Linked DNA regions of Mus musculus: all the other regions are linked to region 3. Evidence: chromatin contacts called from public promoter capture Hi-C data. All regions are on one chromosome and are shown on one strand. The core of a region is the stretch at or near the end of the contact, and the rest is flanking DNA. Distances in the headings are between cores, read along the strand shown.

Region 1 (3,634 bases), core at 311-2,810, 860 kb before region 3:
AGCAAATTAAGATGAAACACACCACTCACCCCTGCACCACTCTCTCCCAACAAGGCAGTAAGTAGCCATCTTGGCTTAGCCCCCTTCATTAGTTATACAGATTTGAGCCTTGCCAAGGGGACCACAGCTGGGGAATTTAAACCCCTTGCTCAGCTGGCTTGTGGCTTCCAGCTTTTCCCTATACACAGACTGCCCATCTATGGAGTCTAGGAACTTATATTTTAAGGTAGATATATACAGAATGAACAAATGATTAAGAGAGATAGTGAATACATTAAATGCATGTGGATAAAATTATAAAGGCATATGATTTAGTGAGATAAGGTAAAGAATGTAAAGAAAAGGAGAGAAGAGAGGGGAGGCAAGGAGAGGAGAGAGAGATGAGAAGAGAAAACGAGAAAATTAGAAAACGAGAAAATGAGAAAACGAGAAAAAGGAAAAGAGAAAAAGAGAGAGAAAAAGAGAAAGGGTATCTATCTATCTATCTATCTGTCAGGGCTAGGAGCGAGGGCGGCACAGTGGGGATGGAGACGTGACGTGTGGATTCCCTCCAGCTAGGCTTGAGCAGTCTGAGTGTCTAACTTCCTCCGCCTCCTCAGAAACTGAAACGTGGCTCCGCTCTGTAGCTCCCCGAAACCCACGTTTTATTACTCGAATATTCCTTGCGGGAGACTAGGTGACTGCACAGCCGACAGAGCATCATTTCCCTTCGGAAAGGAAACTTTTCAGATCTGGCAGTTTTTCAGACAGCCAGAGCTCTGGCTCTGGAAAATATCTTAAAACGCCTCAGGCTGGCCTCTGGGCTAGCTATCTCAGATGATAATTAGAGTTCACCGCCTGCACTCTCTGGTCCTGAAGCTCGAGTGGTCCGTAACTCGGAAGCTTCCACTTGGAACCTGGACCTTAAAAGACAAGCGATCTGCTTTCGGCAGATAAGAGGGTCCTCCTCCCCCTTCTATTACAACTACCCAGAAGAGCGTCCGAGCATCCTCGCCAAACCCTATCTCTGGGCAGCTCAAACGCAACGATACGGTCCTTCTTCCCGCCTAGGGAGCATGTAGGAGAGGCGCTGTGGCATCCTCTAAATCTGGGTACCGCATTTACAGAACCAGGACAAGAACCGGAGCGGGAGCATCTGCGGGTGGATACGAGGCCAGATCCCCACGCTTAGTAGCCCAGGACGGGGGACAAAGCAAGTTGGTCCTTCCATCCTCCTCTCTCCACCCAGTGTCCGAGATATTCCGGGTGGGTGAGTAGCTGCATTCCAGCATGAACTTCAGCAATACGCTTACCTTCATTTCTCGTGGCTTGGGTCGTGGCTCCGGCTCCTGGGTGCAAATGTGAGTCTCCTCTGGAGGAGGCGGCTGTGCAGTGACACGTGGCGCTCAGGGTCGGTCGGCAAGCGCGGAAGATGGAGAGCTGGGCGCGCTCCGCTGCGGATTGCATCAGCAGCGACTGGCTCAGCCGCGAGCTACAGTCCGACCTCTGGCTCACTCCAGGGTGGAGACACTGATCCCCTCCAGTGATTTGTATCGCAGGAGGGGAGGTAGCAGAGGAGGACAAATCTGAAAGCGTCTTTGATTCATTTGCTACCTCCCCAGTCCCTCCCCCAATCATACGCTGTACTAGGATCTAGTCTCAGAACTGGGAAGTTTTAAGGTATATTTTGGATAATAAAGAAGAGTTTGGGTTTTTCCGTCTCGCTCTCACGCTCCACACCCCACAGACAACTCTCAAATACAACCACTCTTACCAACTCCTTTTCTCTCTAATTTTTATAACATTTAAATAAATATAATAGATTTTGAATAGGAGCGGGTGGCTAGATGGACAGGGACAGTGGTGGATAAGGGCCAACTGGCAGGAGCCGGTTCTCTCCTTCCACCATCTGAGCCCTGGATGGAACTCTCACTCTCAGTCTGTGGTCTACGCTCTGTAGTCGTCTCTTAGTTTGCATCCTTTGATGTGCACATACAGAAGTAATTTAATGTGAAATGGTCCTCACCACCTGATAACTTCCTTCCTGCGTCCACACAAGCCTCAGGCAAGGCTCCCACCGATGGGATTTCAGTTGAGGAGAGGATCTCTCTGAAAATCTGAAAACTTTCTTTTTAGTAAATCTAAGCAGAAGGCTTTGCTGTGAAATTTTCATTCTTAACTCCCTAGGAGAGAATAGGCTTTTCCCCGACCATGTTTTGCCTGTATCCTTTGTTTGTTTGTTTGTTTGTTTTAGATTTATTTATTATATGTAAGTACACTGTAGCTGTCCTCAGATATTCCAGAAGAGTGCATCAGATTTTGTTACGAATGGTTGTGAGGCACCATGTGGTTGCTGGGATTTGAACTCGGGACCTTCGGAAGAGCAGTCAGCACTCTTAACCACTGAGCCATTTCGCCAGCCCTATTTATTTTTTTAAAAATGTTTTCTTTCTTCTCATTTTTCTTTTCTGACTTATTTATGTGTGAGTTCACCATCACTGTCTTCAGATGCACCAGAAGAGGACATCAGATCCCATCATAGATGGTTGTGAGCCACCGTGTGGTTGCTGGGAATTGAACTCAGGACCTCTGAGAGAGCAGTCAGTGCTCTTAACTGCTGAGCCATCTCTGCAGCCCTTGTTTTTCTTTTCTGCTGCTTGGAATGAAACTGCCCAGGTGAACAATGAATAGCTGAATTATCCTGACAAATGTACTGAGTTATCTTTGCACCCAGCACAACAGCAACAACTTCTTCCCTTCAGAAGACTGTAGTCCAGATCGGTTTTAACTCAAGCAGCGCTGTGGGCTTTAAGTGGTGAGTGTAGACATCCTGGGTTATTGTTCATACGATGGAGCACTGATCCACAGTAAGAGGAAATGAAGCAAGGCGTTGAGCTGCCTGCCTGTAGTCCCAGCAACTCGAGTCTGAAGCAACACACACACACACAACACATGTGCACCACACACATACCACACACACACACACAACACATGTTCACCACACACATACCACATACACACACCCCCCACACACATACAACACATGTGCACCACACACATACCATTCACACAAATACACTCCACAGGCTCACACCACATGTCCACATGTCCACACACACACACCACAACAACAAAAGCAGTTATGTGTATACCATGGACAAACCTTGAAAACATTGTGCAGTTTGAAAAGAAGCTGGTATGTGGTGGCCAATCTGGTGAATCAGTGCAAGACTTCCTAACTTGGATGTCTAAGATTTTCTAGGTCTGGGCTATGGCTCAAGCACTAGAGTGCTTGCCCGAATCCACCCAGCCCTGAGCTCAGTCCCTCGGTCACCTGGGTAGTGAGGAGAAAGGAACAAACCAGGAAGGGAGGGAGAAGACAGAGAAAAGGTGATAAAATTGTTCTAAAATTAGGTGGGAGCCATACACTAAAAACCATTGCAGAGTTTCATTGGTGGGTCGGTTGGTCGGTGGTTGGTTGGTTGGTTGGTTGGTTGGTTGGTTGGTTGGTTGGTTGGTTGGTTTGCGACAGGATTTCACTGTGTGAGCCTAACTGGCTTAGGAGTCACTTCGATCTACCTGCCCCTCCCCCATGGGCACTGAGCTAAAAGGGTGTGCCACCCTGCCTTGGGCCACCTTGTTTAGCTGAGGTACA
Region 2 (3,685 bases), core at 1,107-3,606, 810 kb before region 3:
AGGGAGTTCTACCGCATATGGCAGCATGGATGAACCCAGAGGATGTTAGGCCTCCAGTCATGGAGGATGGGGAATCTGAAACAGCTTAAGCCTCCAAAAGGCAGAGAGTAGGGTGGCTACAGGCTGAGGAGAAGAAGGCAGAGTTACTTTTCATCAGGTGTAAAGCTTAGGCCATTGTGACAAGTGACCTCCTGACATCTGCTGCATGACACAGTACCTGTTATTAACAATACCATATCCTACATTTAACCGTACTGTACACACTGTACCTAACAGTACTGTATACACTCTGACATTGGCAACACCATACATGATGTAGTTAACAATACCATACACACAAACAGTACGAGCATAGAACTGGGCTGTAGACAGTTTGGCTGGCAGCAATGCCAGCTTAGCATGCTCAAAGCCCTGGGTTCAAGTCCAGTCTTTGTACTGAATAAATTAGACTTAGTGGTTGTCTCAGCAAATAGTTAAAATTCTGCTTTATACTCCTGGTAGGTTCGCGTTAGCTTTTTGCTCACGTTGGTTTATTTTTAATATACCTTACCTAGATAAATGGCACTTAAACTGCCCCGAAGCTAGCATACACTCCCTTCTGATATTCCTGAGTTAACACTTACTAAATATATATTTTATCTTTGCTGTCCAAGACCCTTCTGGGCAGCCCTTCTGGGGCTGCTTTCCCCCTCGTACCTACATTTCAGCCTGCTCTCCCCCCTGCTCCTTCCTGGCATAGTCTGTCCTATGCCCTTCTCATGGTGGGATCCCTTCTTCCTCCTCCTCTCTTACTCTGGAATTCTAAAAGTCCCGCCTCTGTCTCCTTGCCCAGTCATTGGCCACTGGCAACTTTATTTTCCAATCAGAGCCAGCTGGGGGTAGGCTTCCTTTAGCCTACATGCAGGACACTGCAAACAGGTTTTTGGGTAACATAAATTAGCATGAGAGCACAAGCTGCTCTAGGTGGTGGATGTGTGTAATTCCAACTCTAGGGAGGTAGAGGAAGGAGGACCAGAAGTTCTCAGCTACATAGAAAATTAGAGACCAGCCTGGGGTATATGAGATCCTATCTCAAAAGAGCATTACCTCTTTTAGTAAGAACTATAAATATTTAAGAGTGTAGATTTCAATATACATTGTTCATATTGTTTTAGCGCCATTACAGAGCATAAGCGACTGTAGGCGGTCGCGCAAGCAGCTTTGGGGAATGCCTCTATATACAAAACGATGCTGAAAGGGCCGTGGTCCTTCTTGCTTCTGATGTTATAAGCAGTGCTGTTTTATGCAGGCACACAGTTAGGCTTTAACTGCAAGGAGCCTGGGACTGATGGCTGTCTTCCCTCTACCCCCCCCCCCCACTTTGATCCTAATTCAAAATGGGTGGGCCCAGTGGGTTAAGGTTTGTACTCAAGCAGTTCCTGGTAACCACTGAGTCATCAGTACGCCACAGATTAGTCTTGCTGGCTAGCGGAGAGTGGGAGCCAAATGAGAAGTGCTAAAGGCTCAAGGACATTTGTGGTGGGAGATAAGAGGTAGAGAATGACCTCTGAGTTCACAGTGGGAATATCCAGTGAGTTTCCAGCTGTGTTGGGGGAGATACTTCCGGTACTAAAGCTCTGCCCGTTTCCTATGATTGACAGTCCAAAGGAGAAAGGTTAACGAAACAAAGACGCATTTCCCTCCGCACCCACTTTCCTCTAAATAGCTCGTGTTGGTGTGTAAAAACTAAACTTGTCACCCTGCTCCCAATGTAGAACATCCTACTTGTGTGCCGCAGGTGTCACAGCGAGCTCGTGGGGAGCCAGTCATGCCACGTGCTCATCCGAAACAGCCCGAGGAAGCTGTGGAGTTGATTGTGAGCTCTGGGGTTGCTTTACTCAAGAGCCTGTATTTCTAAATGCTTTCATTTTTTCAGGTCCTCTCTAAAGAAGTTTGAGTTCCTCACAGTTTCTCAGAGTGACTTGTGACTGAAGTGTCACTGAAAGCTCAGGGTGTTTCTGTCGTTCCCTCCACACACCCCCTCCCCCCCTTTCTTTTTTTAAAATTTCGACTTCATTCAGAAACCATTAGACATTGCTAAGCGGCTGCAAGATGTGCCCACTAGGAAGAAGGTCCATAGCCAGAGAGCACATAGAGCCAGGGGTCCGGAGGCCTTGGCAATATGAAACTCAGGGATATCACCTCAGATGTCCTTAAAATGTGAAGCAAAAATGGAGGAGGGGGAAAAAAGGAACTATTCAATTGTCCCAGGAGGCTGGCCTTTAGCCTGCGCAGAGGAAGTGCAGGGCGCAAGGGTGCAGGGGTGCAGGGGTGCAGAGGAGGCGGTGTTAACAGCCTTCTGGTGAAAGAGGGGAGTACAGAAAGCTTAAGTTGCTTCTAGGGACTCTCTGGGTGGAAGGATCTGGGCCTGCTGCGCCCGCCCGTGCAAACAGAATTGCAGAAGTTGAGCCTACGCTTATCATTTCCCTGAGAAGAAAAGCATATTTCCAGTTTCCTGTGCCTAAGAACAAGCATCCAGCGCCCTTCCCGCGGCTCAAACCCAGGCTGACCTGTGCATATGGGTCAGGGGGATCAGGATGGGGCCTGCGCATGAGGCAAGCCTCTGCTACAAGAACTAGAGGAAGCGATTCCAGAAGGAGATCACAGTCCCCAGCACTACTCAGACTCAGGAGCTGAAGACCAGGGGCGTTCAGTGTAAGTAGCTCATTCTACTCTGGTTCATGTCGCCCAGGATGAGGAGGAAGAGCCTCTGCCGCTTTCCTGGATCCCAGCTGCTGGGTTAGCCAGTGGAAGGGTTAGCTAGCATCGCTCGCTCTCGCTCCCGGGATCTCAGCCTCTGGCCAGGGCCATAGACCCCTCCCCTGCTCCCCGCACCCCAGGCTGTTGCTAGATTTGTCTATGGCTATCTTTCCGTTTAAAATGAAACAGAGCTGGGGCTTACTTAGCTCAGAGGCAACTTACCCTTGTGTGCAAGAGTGTGTATCAATATTAAACACATGTAAACTTGCTTTAAAATTTTTAATGTGTTCTTAATATAAATGTGTGTGTGTATGTATGGATATATATGCACACTTTAGTTTTGTTTTTGAGACAGGGTCTCACTGTGTAGTTCTGACTGACCTAAAACTCTCTGTAGACTATGCTCACCTCAAACTCACAGAGATCTACCTGCTTCTGCCTCCAGAGTGCTGGGGTTAAACTGTGTGCGTTCCTCTGCTCAAATATACTTTACCTTTGAAACGGGTATTTAGAATTTTGTGTGCCAGCCAAAGGCCTATTATGAGCATTTACCAAGAATAATGTGAGAAGACAAGTGTCAAATTACAAATGTCAGGCTATTTATAAACCTGCTTTATTCTACAAAGATGAAATGGAAATTGTAAAGCTTGCGTGCCTCGCCGTTTACCGGACAGCTGCTTTTGTTCAGTGAACTTCTTAATTTAGTGGGACAGATTTTTTTTTTCCAGACATAAGAGTTCATTTATCTCGTGACCCAAATGGTGCTTGGTCTGGGTTTATTGTGAATTTCTGTACCTTTTTCACTGTTGGCCTGAGGAAGTGGCTGAGGCGTTTAAGGAATTGCTTCCTTTTAGAATAGCAACATTGTTCAATATTTTATTGTTACTGTCTTGGTTTGTACAGCTCACTGGTTTTCAATGTTTCAGAAAGCAATAAAAACTGTTCT
Region 3 (3,939 bases), core at 1,214-3,713:
AGCAGCATTCCTCTGAGGCTTCCATTTCCTTCCTGGCCTGGCTCCCCACTGATACATTGTAGCAGTGAGTTGATACATTGTGAGTTGCAAGATGAAGTAAACCCTTTCCTCCCCATGCTGCTTTTAGCCATGCTGATTCACCAAGCCATAGGCGCCCTAAGACAGTGACACTGACAGCAGGGTCCACAAACAAATACTTGATTTTTCTCTGCAGATTTCTCCATACTCCCTTAAATCTGAGCCTTGAACTTACAACCTTCCTGCTGTCATCCCTCGAGTAGCCAGGCCCAACTAGACCCAAGGGCCCAACTAGAAGCTGTGCTGTTAATATGGATAAAGAGCTAATTACAGGTAATCTGCTGGCTCACTGATTTCTGTTAGATTCATGTCTGCCGGGCTGTCCATGTCATGTTCTGTTTGAATACCAGCTTTTGTCAGTTCCTTCAGGAATTCCTCATAGTCCTAGGACTGCACCACCGAGGGATGGTGGACTTCCTGGGCTGCACTGAAACCCGCGTGAGTGTAGCACACCATCCTGAGTGGAAACGGAACGTGTGCTTTCTGTTCTGCCTCTGACTTAGTGACTTTAATCTGTGCGCTGCAATTTTCTCACTGGTGTACAGAAAAAAATGTAAGGCAAATGCTGAGTCTCCTTAAGTGCCTCTGTAGGTACACAGCAGACAATAATTAGCTTAGATTCTGAGGGAACAGCAGGAAGTTAGATTCAGAGATCCCAACCTAAGATTGGGCATCCTTTATTATCTCCCTTAACATCTTGGCTACATAATTTCCTTTTGAATAAAGTTTCCAAATGTTAAAATAACCATAGAAGAAAGTCTAAACTCCCCATGGAACTGGGACTTTTTTTTTTTTTTTTTTGGTTTTTCAAGACAGGGTTTCTCTGTGTAGCCCTGGCTATCCTGGAACTCACTTTGTAAACCAGACTGGCCTCAAACTCAGAAATCCGCCTGCCTCTGCCTCTCGAGTGCTGGGATTAAAGGCGTGAGCCACCACTCCCCACTGGGACTATTTCTTAGTAGCTGCACACTGTACTTTGTCCTAAATGGTACTGCACGAAGGTATACAAAACCTTACCCATTTAAAGTTTGAGAATAGGTTGAGATCGTTTCGGCCCCAAGACCTCTAATCATTCGCTTTACCGGATAAAACTGCGTACGTCGGGAAAAGAGCGAGAGCGCCAGCTATCCTGAGGGAAACTTCGGAGGGAACCAGCTACTAGATGGTTCGATTAGTCTTTCGCCCCTATACCCAGGTCGGACGACCGATTTGCACGTCAGGACCGCTACGGACCTCCACCAGAGTTTCCTCTGGCTTCGCCCTGCCCAGGCATAGTTCACCATCTTTCGGGAAATAACCAGGTTTACCCATCTCTTCTGAGCCTCCTGGAGAGCACCAGATCTATAGCTGCCTGTCCTAGCACATTGCAAGTGCTAAAAGTAGCCCTTAAAGGTTGCCTGGGTGCAACTGTCCATCTCTATCCAGCATGCCAACACCCCCTGGACATTTAGCAAGTGTGAAGACTCACTGGGAGCCTCATAGACACTATTATTTAAACACAGGGTGGTGCACACTTGTGATCCCAGCACTTGGGAGGTGGAGACAGGAGGATTAAAAAGTCAAGGTCTTCTGTGGATACACGGCAAGTCTGAACCCAGCCTGGGCTGCATGGGACAGTCGCAAGATATAAATGAGAACAAAGGGCTTTTAAAGACAAACAAGCATGCGAGGTGTCATGATTAGCCCAGCCTCTCTACAAACAGTTATTTCATTGTTGAGTTTTAATTAATTATTATTGTGTGCAGCCATGTGTATGGTCTGAGAGTCACACGTGTGGAGGTCAAGGGTTCATCTCTGAGGAGTCATAGATAGCTTCCACTGTGGATCCTGGAAATCAAAATGAGGTCAGCAGGTTTTCCCAGCTCAGTCACCTCACTGGCCAGGAACAATTATTTTGAATGCGAGTACCTCAATAAGAAAAGAAGTTTTTTATTTTTCTTTTCTGGTTTTTTGTTTGTTTTTCTCTTTCCTTCCTTCCTTCTTCCTTCCTCCCTCCCCCCTCCCTCCCTCCTTGCTCCTTTCTCTCACCCTCCCTCCTTTCCTCCAGTGCTCCCTCTCTTTCTCCCTCCCTTTCTTCCTTGTCGGTTGGATTACATTAAAAAAAAAAAAAAAAAAAAAAGCTCAATTTAACTTTTGTCAATGACTCCACAGCTTTTATTTAGTGCAGCCGAGCCCATTTTGGATTCAGTGATCTATTAATTAAACACAAGCGGTTTAAGCATTCATCACCTTGTCTTGTACTTCCTGGAAACAAAAAAGTAAAGCAGGCTGGCATTCCCATCACACAGGCCCTGGGCGCCAGGTCCCTGTGCGTTGGCAGTTGGCGACCCCCCTCGGGTCCCCCTCCTGCCAGTGTTTTCCACTTTTGCTCAGCCCAGTCTCAGCAGACTGGGCAGGCCCAGCAGCAAGGCCCAGGCGCAGGCACCACCGAGGGAACATGGGGCGCAAGCCGAGCCCCAGGGCTCAGGAGCTGCCTGAGGAGGAGGCGCGGACCTGCTGTGGCTGCCGCTTCCCGCTGCTGCTGGCACTGCTGCAGCTGGCGTTGGGCATCGCGGTGACCGTGCTGGGCTTCCTCATGGCGAGCATCAGCCCCTCCCTGCTAGTCAGAGATACTCCGTTCTGGGCTGGGATCATTGTAAGCATCAAGTCTGTTCGGCCTAAGCACCAGCGGGCATGCGAGCCGCATGGTGGAGTGGAGACTAACCCAGCTGCATGCGCCCCCACCCTGGCTGCACCCCTAACTGCTTGGAGATTGACTTTGGGCACACTTGGGCTCCCCAGAGGAAGGCTGGGAGCAGGATTCTGGCTTTCGCCTGCCTGAGGCTTCTTGCTCCTCCCAGGGCTCTGACTCAGTCTACAGGGGAGGCCCCGTGGACATCTCGCATAGCCTCAAAGATAACTGCAGGCCCACCCTGTGTGGCTTGGTCCTTGTCTCATTCCCCAGGCCCCACGTGCGTCTGCATAAGTAGCACTGAATGAAGTTCATCCTGGGAAAAGCAGGGTAGGAAAACCTTAAGTTGGAGTTGCCACACTGGCTTTGTTAAACTACAGTTCCCTTGTAAGAGTCATGAATCACTTTCCTAAGGCAGGGCTGGAGACGACTGCAAGCACAGGCTTAATCCACACAGTGTAAGGTGGGCTGAAGCTTTGCTGGCTCCAGTGGAGTTCATTTGGGGTTGTACTAATGCCAGATGCACAGTACTCTGTTGGTGTGTGAGTTCTTGAAAGTAAAATAGATACGGCGTACGGAATACCTACTGTATGCCGGCTCTGCCAGAGATCTCCCCTGTGTTTGTAACTTCACATCTTATGGGACAGTCCTCAAGTTAGAGAAACCAGGCTGGCCCCGCCCAAGGTCATGAGCTGGGAAAGCAAAGGCAGGACTGGCTTCTCTGTAGCCGAATTCTGGCTATGCTAATACTTACCTTATTATCTAAAGCCAATGCTAAATTCTCAGGCTGTCTCGTTTGACCCATGCAACGGTGGGGATTGTTATTCCACTCTGGACACGGGGAAGCCCATTAAGATACCTGACGTCCTCAAGCCCAGAAGGTAAACGTGGCAGAGTCAGGAGAAATGAACATGGCCCCTTGGCCTTCCAGCTCCCCTCTATCCTTACTGTTGCTGACCACACACACACACACACACACACACACACACACAACCCAACATAATTTTGTATGGGACAGAACCTGAAGACACCTGATGCATATTCATAGGTGCAGATATTTTTAAATTAAGATTATTCAAACTCACAAATCTTTGCAGAGTAATTTAAAATGTTTAATTTGTGTACTGAGAATTCCCTTGAAATTATCGTGATTGGAGTTTTCTAAGTCAAATGATTTTAAAAATAACCTC

What was found. Promoter capture Hi-C pulls out the DNA fragments that hold promoters and counts their contacts.
Region 1: a promoter capture Hi-C map of liver shows a contact between it and region 3, with 2.1 times the contacts expected there. The contact joins the promoter of Bcat1 here to the promoter of Sspn in region 3. A contact is called at or near these places in 2 of 39 promoter capture datasets (both in liver).
Region 2: a promoter capture Hi-C map of liver shows a contact between it and region 3, with 2.2 times the contacts expected there. The contact joins the promoter of Lrmp here to the promoter of Sspn in region 3.

The regions. Positions count from the first base shown.
Region 1 is chr6:145,074,597-145,078,230 of GRCm38.p6, forward strand. Bcat1 (branched chain aminotransferase 1, cytosolic) reads right to left here and starts at 1,561. Exons shown (of 11, transcript NM_007532.5): 1 at 1,293-1,561. The coding sequence starts at 1,298.
Region 2 is chr6:145,119,413-145,123,097 of GRCm38.p6, forward strand. It overlaps Lrmp (lymphoid-restricted membrane protein), which reads left to right and starts at 2,357. Exons shown (of 19, transcript NM_008511.4): 1 at 2,357-2,694.
Region 3 is chr6:145,931,659-145,935,597 of GRCm38.p6, forward strand. It overlaps Sspn (sarcospan), which reads left to right and starts at 2,464. Exons shown (of 3, transcript NM_010656.3): 1 at 2,464-2,713. The coding sequence starts at 2,516.